Regions from separate parts of the Mus musculus genome. Here region 1 is linked to region 2. Evidence: chromatin contacts called from public promoter capture Hi-C data. All regions are on one chromosome and are shown on one strand. The core of a region is the stretch at or near the end of the contact, and the rest is flanking DNA. Distances in the headings are between cores, read along the strand shown. Region 1 has its middle 14 kb from the start of 5430427O19Rik. Region 2 holds the start of Gk (glycerol kinase).

Region 1 (2,866 bases), core at 235-2,734, 79 kb before region 2:
TCCTGTCAGCAAGCTCTTGTTGACATCCACAACAGTGTCTGAGTTTGATGGTTGTATATGGGATGGATGCCCAGGTGGGGCAGTCTCTGAATGGTCATTCCTTCAGTCTGTGCTCTGAACTTTGTCTCTGTAACTCCTTCCATGCGTCTTTTGTTCCACTTTCTAAGAAGGATCAAAGAGGGAAAAGAGGGAAAGTTGAATTAAAGCACACATTTCCTTCAGGGAAGTTTTGCTTCTCCACTGTGGTTTCCCATAATCTACTTTCTAGTTTGCATTCCAAGGTATGGCATTTGAACCCCTCCTTGAACATCTATTTGCTTTCTTACAATTCATAAGGAAATAATACTGTATTTACAAAGCTTTTATCCTAAGTGCAAGATGATCAAATCAAGAAAAACTGGTTCTTGCTGGTCCTCTGGCATGGTCTCTCTGAATACTTGAGCTAAGGAGTCAGTTGCAGAATGCACTCATCCAAGTCAAATTTATTAACTTCCCTCAGATCTGTAGGAAACCCAGGGTCTTATGTGTATAATGCAAATACTTCTATCACTCATCTGAATACTCATTTTTGCTGGCCATTTTCTCAAGTTGATTCTCCCTCATCTAAAGACAAAAAGCAAGCAGCAGTCCAGAGAAACATTTAAGATGTTTAACTCCCCAGATTGCTGTGGGGTGAGTTCAGATCTCTGTATTTGTTCTGGGGATTGCTACATTTAGGAACTCTCTCCATGGTTCTTAGGGTGATGCAAGTCTAGAGAAAGTTACAAAAAAGAAACAACTTTTAAACCTGAATGGACATTACTATTACCTGAGGAAATTTTATTTTAAAATTTATTATTGTGCCAGGAATAGTAGTGCATGCCTTTGTTTCCAGTACTCAGGAGGCAGAAGCAGATGCAGATCTGTGAGTTGAAGGCCAGCCTGGTCTACATAGTGAGTCCCAAACATTCAAAGCTTACACAGTGCGACACTCTTTCAAAGGAAGGAAGGAAGGAAGGAAGGAAGGAAGGGAAGGGAAGGGAAGGGAAGGGAAGGGAAGGGAAGGGAAGGGAAGGGAAGGGAAGGGAAGGGAAGGGAAGGAAAGGAAAGGAAAGGAAAGGAAAGGAAAGGAAAGGAAAGGAAAGGAAAGGAAAGGAAAGGAAAGGAAAGGAAAGGAAAGGAAAGGAAAGGAAAGGGGGAAAGGGAAAGGAAGAAGAAAGAAAGAAAGAAAGAAAGAAAGAAAGAAAGAAAGAAAGAAAGAAAGAAAGAAAGAGAAAGAAAGGAAGAAAGAAAGAAAGAAAGAAAGAAAGAAAGAAAGAAAGAAAGAAAGAAAGAAAGAGAGACAGAGAGAGAGAGAGACAGAGGGAGGGAGGGAGGGAGGGAGGGAGGGAGGGAGGGAGGGAGGGAGGGAGGGAAATTATTGTGTGCATGATATGGATGTGTGTGGTGTGAGCATGCCTCTGTCTTCATACTCATGTGGAGGTCAAAGAACAACTTTCAAAAATGGTTCTTTCCTTTGATCATGGTTTCTAGGAAACAAATTGAAGTCATCAGGCTTGTGTGCCAGGCACTCTTAGCTTCTGAGCCATCTCGAGGGGCCACCTGGTGCATTTTAAATGTACACACTGCATATATTAGGGTCCAGGCTCCAAACCAAAAGATTATTATTTAACTGATGCGGAATGGGGTTAGACGCTAGTTAGTTAATTAGTTACTTAGCTTTCATTTGTTTTAAGGCAGAGTTTCACTATGTAACCTAGATTGCCCTGAAAAGTCACAATCCTCCTGATTCACCAATCATATAACTTCAGAAATATGCCACCATGAACTGCTAGGCATTGATATATTTTTGTTACTGTGCTTATCTATCTATCTATCTATCTATCTATCTATCTATCTATCTATCTATCCATTTGTCTGTGTATCTATTTATTTACTTTGTATTATAAGTGCCTGGGTACGCAGGTACCATAGTGTACATGTGGAAACCAGAGGACCACTTGCCCTAGTTGCCTCTCTTTCCTCCCGGTGGGTTCCAGGGATCAAACTCCGGTTATTAGGCTTGGACGCAAGTGTTTTTACTTGCTGAGCCCACAGCTTTGAAAATTTTAATCATCTTTGCAGATGAGTCTAGGGTTGAACTATTCACCACTCTGGTATTCAGAAAAATGATCTTTTGCTCTCTCCCTCTCAGGTTTATTTATTTGTGAGACCAAGTCTCACTCTTGAGCCTAGGTTGGCTTTGAACTCCTAGCAGTCCTCCTGTCTCAGCCTCCTACATGCTGTAATCCCAGGCATGACCCATCAGAAACAGGAATTTCAAGTAGATCTTTAGTTTTAGGAATCCTTTACATACTTAAACATTATAGAAAATACAAAAAACTTTGGTTTAAGTAGTTTATGTTGACATTGTTCTTTATCTTTTCCCTTTTTTGAAAAATATTTTATACAATGTATGCTAATCACAACTTTTTTCCTTCCCCAACTCTCTCCAGGTCCTCCTCACATCATTACCCAACCAATTCCATGGACTTTCTTTATCTCTTTAAAACAAACAAACAAGCAAACAAACAAACAAATATACATATATACACACACACACCAAAAACATACACACAAAAATTGTAAATCAAGATATATTAGCAGAATAATAAAATGAAAATGTCCAAACAAACAAAAAATAATTTACAAAAATATCATTGATTTAATTTTTTATTGGACATTTACTCCTGAACTTGGGGGCTACTCTGAAATGTGCTTAATATACCCAATAAGACTTCATTGGAGTAGACTATGTTTTTTTTTAAAGTCAGTACCAGTTGAAGATGGTTTCTTAATTAGGGGTGGGAGCTTGTGTCCACTCCCTCCTCAGTCCTGGGATCACATC
Region 2 (2,700 bases), core at 190-2,689:
AGCAGTCCTCATCAGGAACACCAGGACAGGAAATTGTGCTTTCATAGCAAGCATGGGAAAACTACATAAACATACACAAAGTATATAAATAAATATGTATGAGTGAGGTGCTATAGAGCAAAGGGAATTCATGACAACTGTGGGGTGCTACAAAATAGTATGAGATTTGGGAAATGGATGGAAAGACATTGGGAATAGTATCAATTCTAAAGATGATAGAAAGCATGGTAGCTTACAAAACCAATATCTGAGCTTGCTTGATTTCTTTCTTTCTTTCTTTCTTTCTTTCTTTCTTTCTTTCTTCCTTCCTTCCTTCCTTTCTTTCTCTCTTTCTCTCTTTTCTTTCTTTCTTTCTTTCTTTCTTTCTTTCTTTCTTTCTTTCTTTCTTTCTTTCTTTCGTTTTTTGGTGGTGGTAAGGTAGCCAAGGTGGTAAGGTAGCCAAGGATGGCCTTGAACTCCTTTTTGATCCTTCTCCATAGTGGGTTATAGACTTGCATTAAATCACCTAGCTCAGTTAATTTTTTTATCCAATCAAGGTGTTATAAAAAATGGTATCCCATAGAATGAAATACATAGAATGCATGGCATAGATAAAAAATGCTTTTAGAAAATATTTAAAAATGTACACGTGTATACAGCATATAATTATTACACAAAAAATTTGCAAGTGCAATGAGCAGCCCACAAACACCAGCCCCAGGCTGTTTTGAAAACTATTTCTCACTGCGGGTCCAGTCCAAAGTTTGAAAGCCTTTTAGAACGCACGCCTCCAAAGGATCTAGGCAAGGTAAATTCAAGGTCAAATGAGAATCCCAATTCGCTCCCAACCTAGTCCACAGTGGTTAATAAAGCGAGCGGAAATGGCGCATAGGGGAGGGCATACTCAGTGAAGCCAAGCGAAAAAAGCAAGGGCGCTTCAGGACTGGGAGGTGCCGGGTATTTCCTTCATGGTTGGTCAACCTGAGGTTCTTGGAGACAATGGTTTGACACGTTTTCCTTACATGATAAGCCGAAATAACTTCCGCATTCTTTCTCCCTGGCCTACAAATGTGAGGGGTTCGCTTAGATCCCTTCGTCAGCTGGTCGCACCCCGAATTGATGCCAGTAGAAGAGCTTATTGTTATTAACAGCGGCTCAGCAGGCGGGGCGTGGGAAGAGCGGGGACGAAAGGACTGGATCGTCCACCAGGCGACTCAGGTCGCACTCTGCACAGCCTACCAGAGAGGGAAGAGGCAGCTCTGCACTTCGGGTTGCTCCAGCAGGCTTAAGTCTCGGGGTTCGGTGCAAGCCTCAGGGCCGGGTACAGGGAGTGTTCTGTGAGGCCCCGCCCTCCACTAAGCCCGAGTTTGGCTAAAGGCAGACGCTCCGCCCGTCCCCGACCACGTGACCCACCGCGCGGACCAGAGCCCCCGCCGTGCGTTGACCCCGCCCCCGTGACGTCTCACAACCCTCAGACTGGCCTGCTCCTGGGTCTCTTTCTGTAGTCGCTCATTGGCCCGCCCGGAAGACAGCGCCCCCCCATTTGCCACGCCTCCCAAGGCCTAGGAGAATGCAGGTCGGGGCGGGGCCTGAGCTGGAGGGGCGGGGCGACGCGGCCGGGCGGGAGTAAAGGGGCTGCCTAGGAGCCGCGCGAGCCTTCAGCAGAAGCGCGCTGCTTTGCCCTCCGCTGTCCCTGCTCCGCCCTCCGCAGCCCTCCACAGTCACCCCGGAGACCAGCCGTGTTAAGCTCTCTGCTCTGAAGCTGACTGACTTCCATGGCAGCCGCGAAGAAAGCAGTTCTGGGGCCATTGGTGGGAGCAGTGGACCAGGGTACCAGCTCGACACGTTTTTTGGTGAGCCCTGGGGTGACATCTTCTCAGCCCACTGAACTGGGACACTAGCCGGAGGACGAAAAGGCGGGGTGTTGCGTCCTCAGTCCGCGCGCCTCTTGTTCTCCTGGGCCCTAGCTGCTGGGGCGAGGAAAGGAGGCCAAAAGGGGGACCTACCATGCTGGGATTGTCCTGTTCTGGGGGTGGATCTTGGCCTCCTAGGATACCCCCGCAGCAGAGTTGAGCATTCTCAGCCTTGGTGGTGGAGCCAGGTCGCATACCAATAGGGAGATTCCCCAAAGAGAGTGAGTACTCTTGGAGCATCCAAGCAGAGCAACCCCGATGCAGTAAAGGACAGGTGGTCACATTGACACTGCTGCGATCTTCCCTATGAGTGTTTGGCCTGCTGGGCACAGGATGTCCTTGGATGGAGGGAAAGCTGTGTCACGGCTGTGGTCACCCAACATAGCGTCCGTTCAAGCGGTAGAACGAATAAAGTATTAGCATGCTGATGCTTTGTCATCCTCTGCCACAGAAGCTGCAGAGGCTAGACTACTGAGGGGGTGGTGGAACATATTGGAAACGGATTGCAATTCTCAGTAATCTTTATTTCATTTCAAGAGCTTAATCAGTTCAGTTCTGACACTTTGACCATTATCATCAGATATTGTCCACTCCACTCTACTGTTTAATGTGACAGGGCAATTCTAGTTAGTATGCACGATGAGAATTACCATAACGAGGTGCTGTTTAAATGTCTCTTGGCTGCTTCGTTTTGCAGTGAAGTTTAGCTCTTCTTCTTTTCGTTTTTTTTTTTTTTTTTTTTTTGAGACGGGGATCTGCCTATTTACTCCAGAGAAGCCTGAACTCCTGATCCTCCTGCCTCAGCCAG

The links. Promoter capture Hi-C pulls out the DNA fragments that hold promoters and counts their contacts.
Region 1: a promoter capture Hi-C map of liver shows a contact between it and region 2. The contact joins the enhancer-like site here to the promoter of Gk in region 2. A contact is called at or near these places in 11 of 39 promoter capture datasets (the C10 cell line, the HPC-7 cell line, HPC-7-derived erythroid cells and 6 more), 22 of 484 Hi-C or Micro-C datasets (B cells, CD4 T cells, CD8 T cells and 16 more), 9 of 115 datasets of contacts at active chromatin or transcription factors (the 230-238 cell line, CD8 T cells, the HPC-7 cell line and 5 more) and 2 of 9 other capture datasets (adipose tissue and liver).

What each region holds. Positions count from the first base shown.
Region 1 is chrX:85,854,884-85,857,749 of GRCm38.p6, reverse strand. It overlaps a transcript of 5430427O19Rik not described here. Among named protein-coding and RNA genes, the nearest start is that of 5430427O19Rik, 14 kb to the left of the region's middle. Within about 2 kb of position 1,484, at least 6 of the 459 cell types and tissues checked have an H3K27ac peak or open chromatin away from gene starts, as enhancers often do. A contact at or near this core is called in kidney and liver, where this site is marked.
Region 2 is chrX:85,775,558-85,778,257 of GRCm38.p6, reverse strand. Gk (glycerol kinase) reads left to right here and starts at 1,439. Exons shown (of 21, transcript NM_001294140.1): 1 at 1,439-1,832. The coding sequence starts at 1,755. It also overlaps the pseudogene Gm14766 and a transcript of 5430427O19Rik not described here.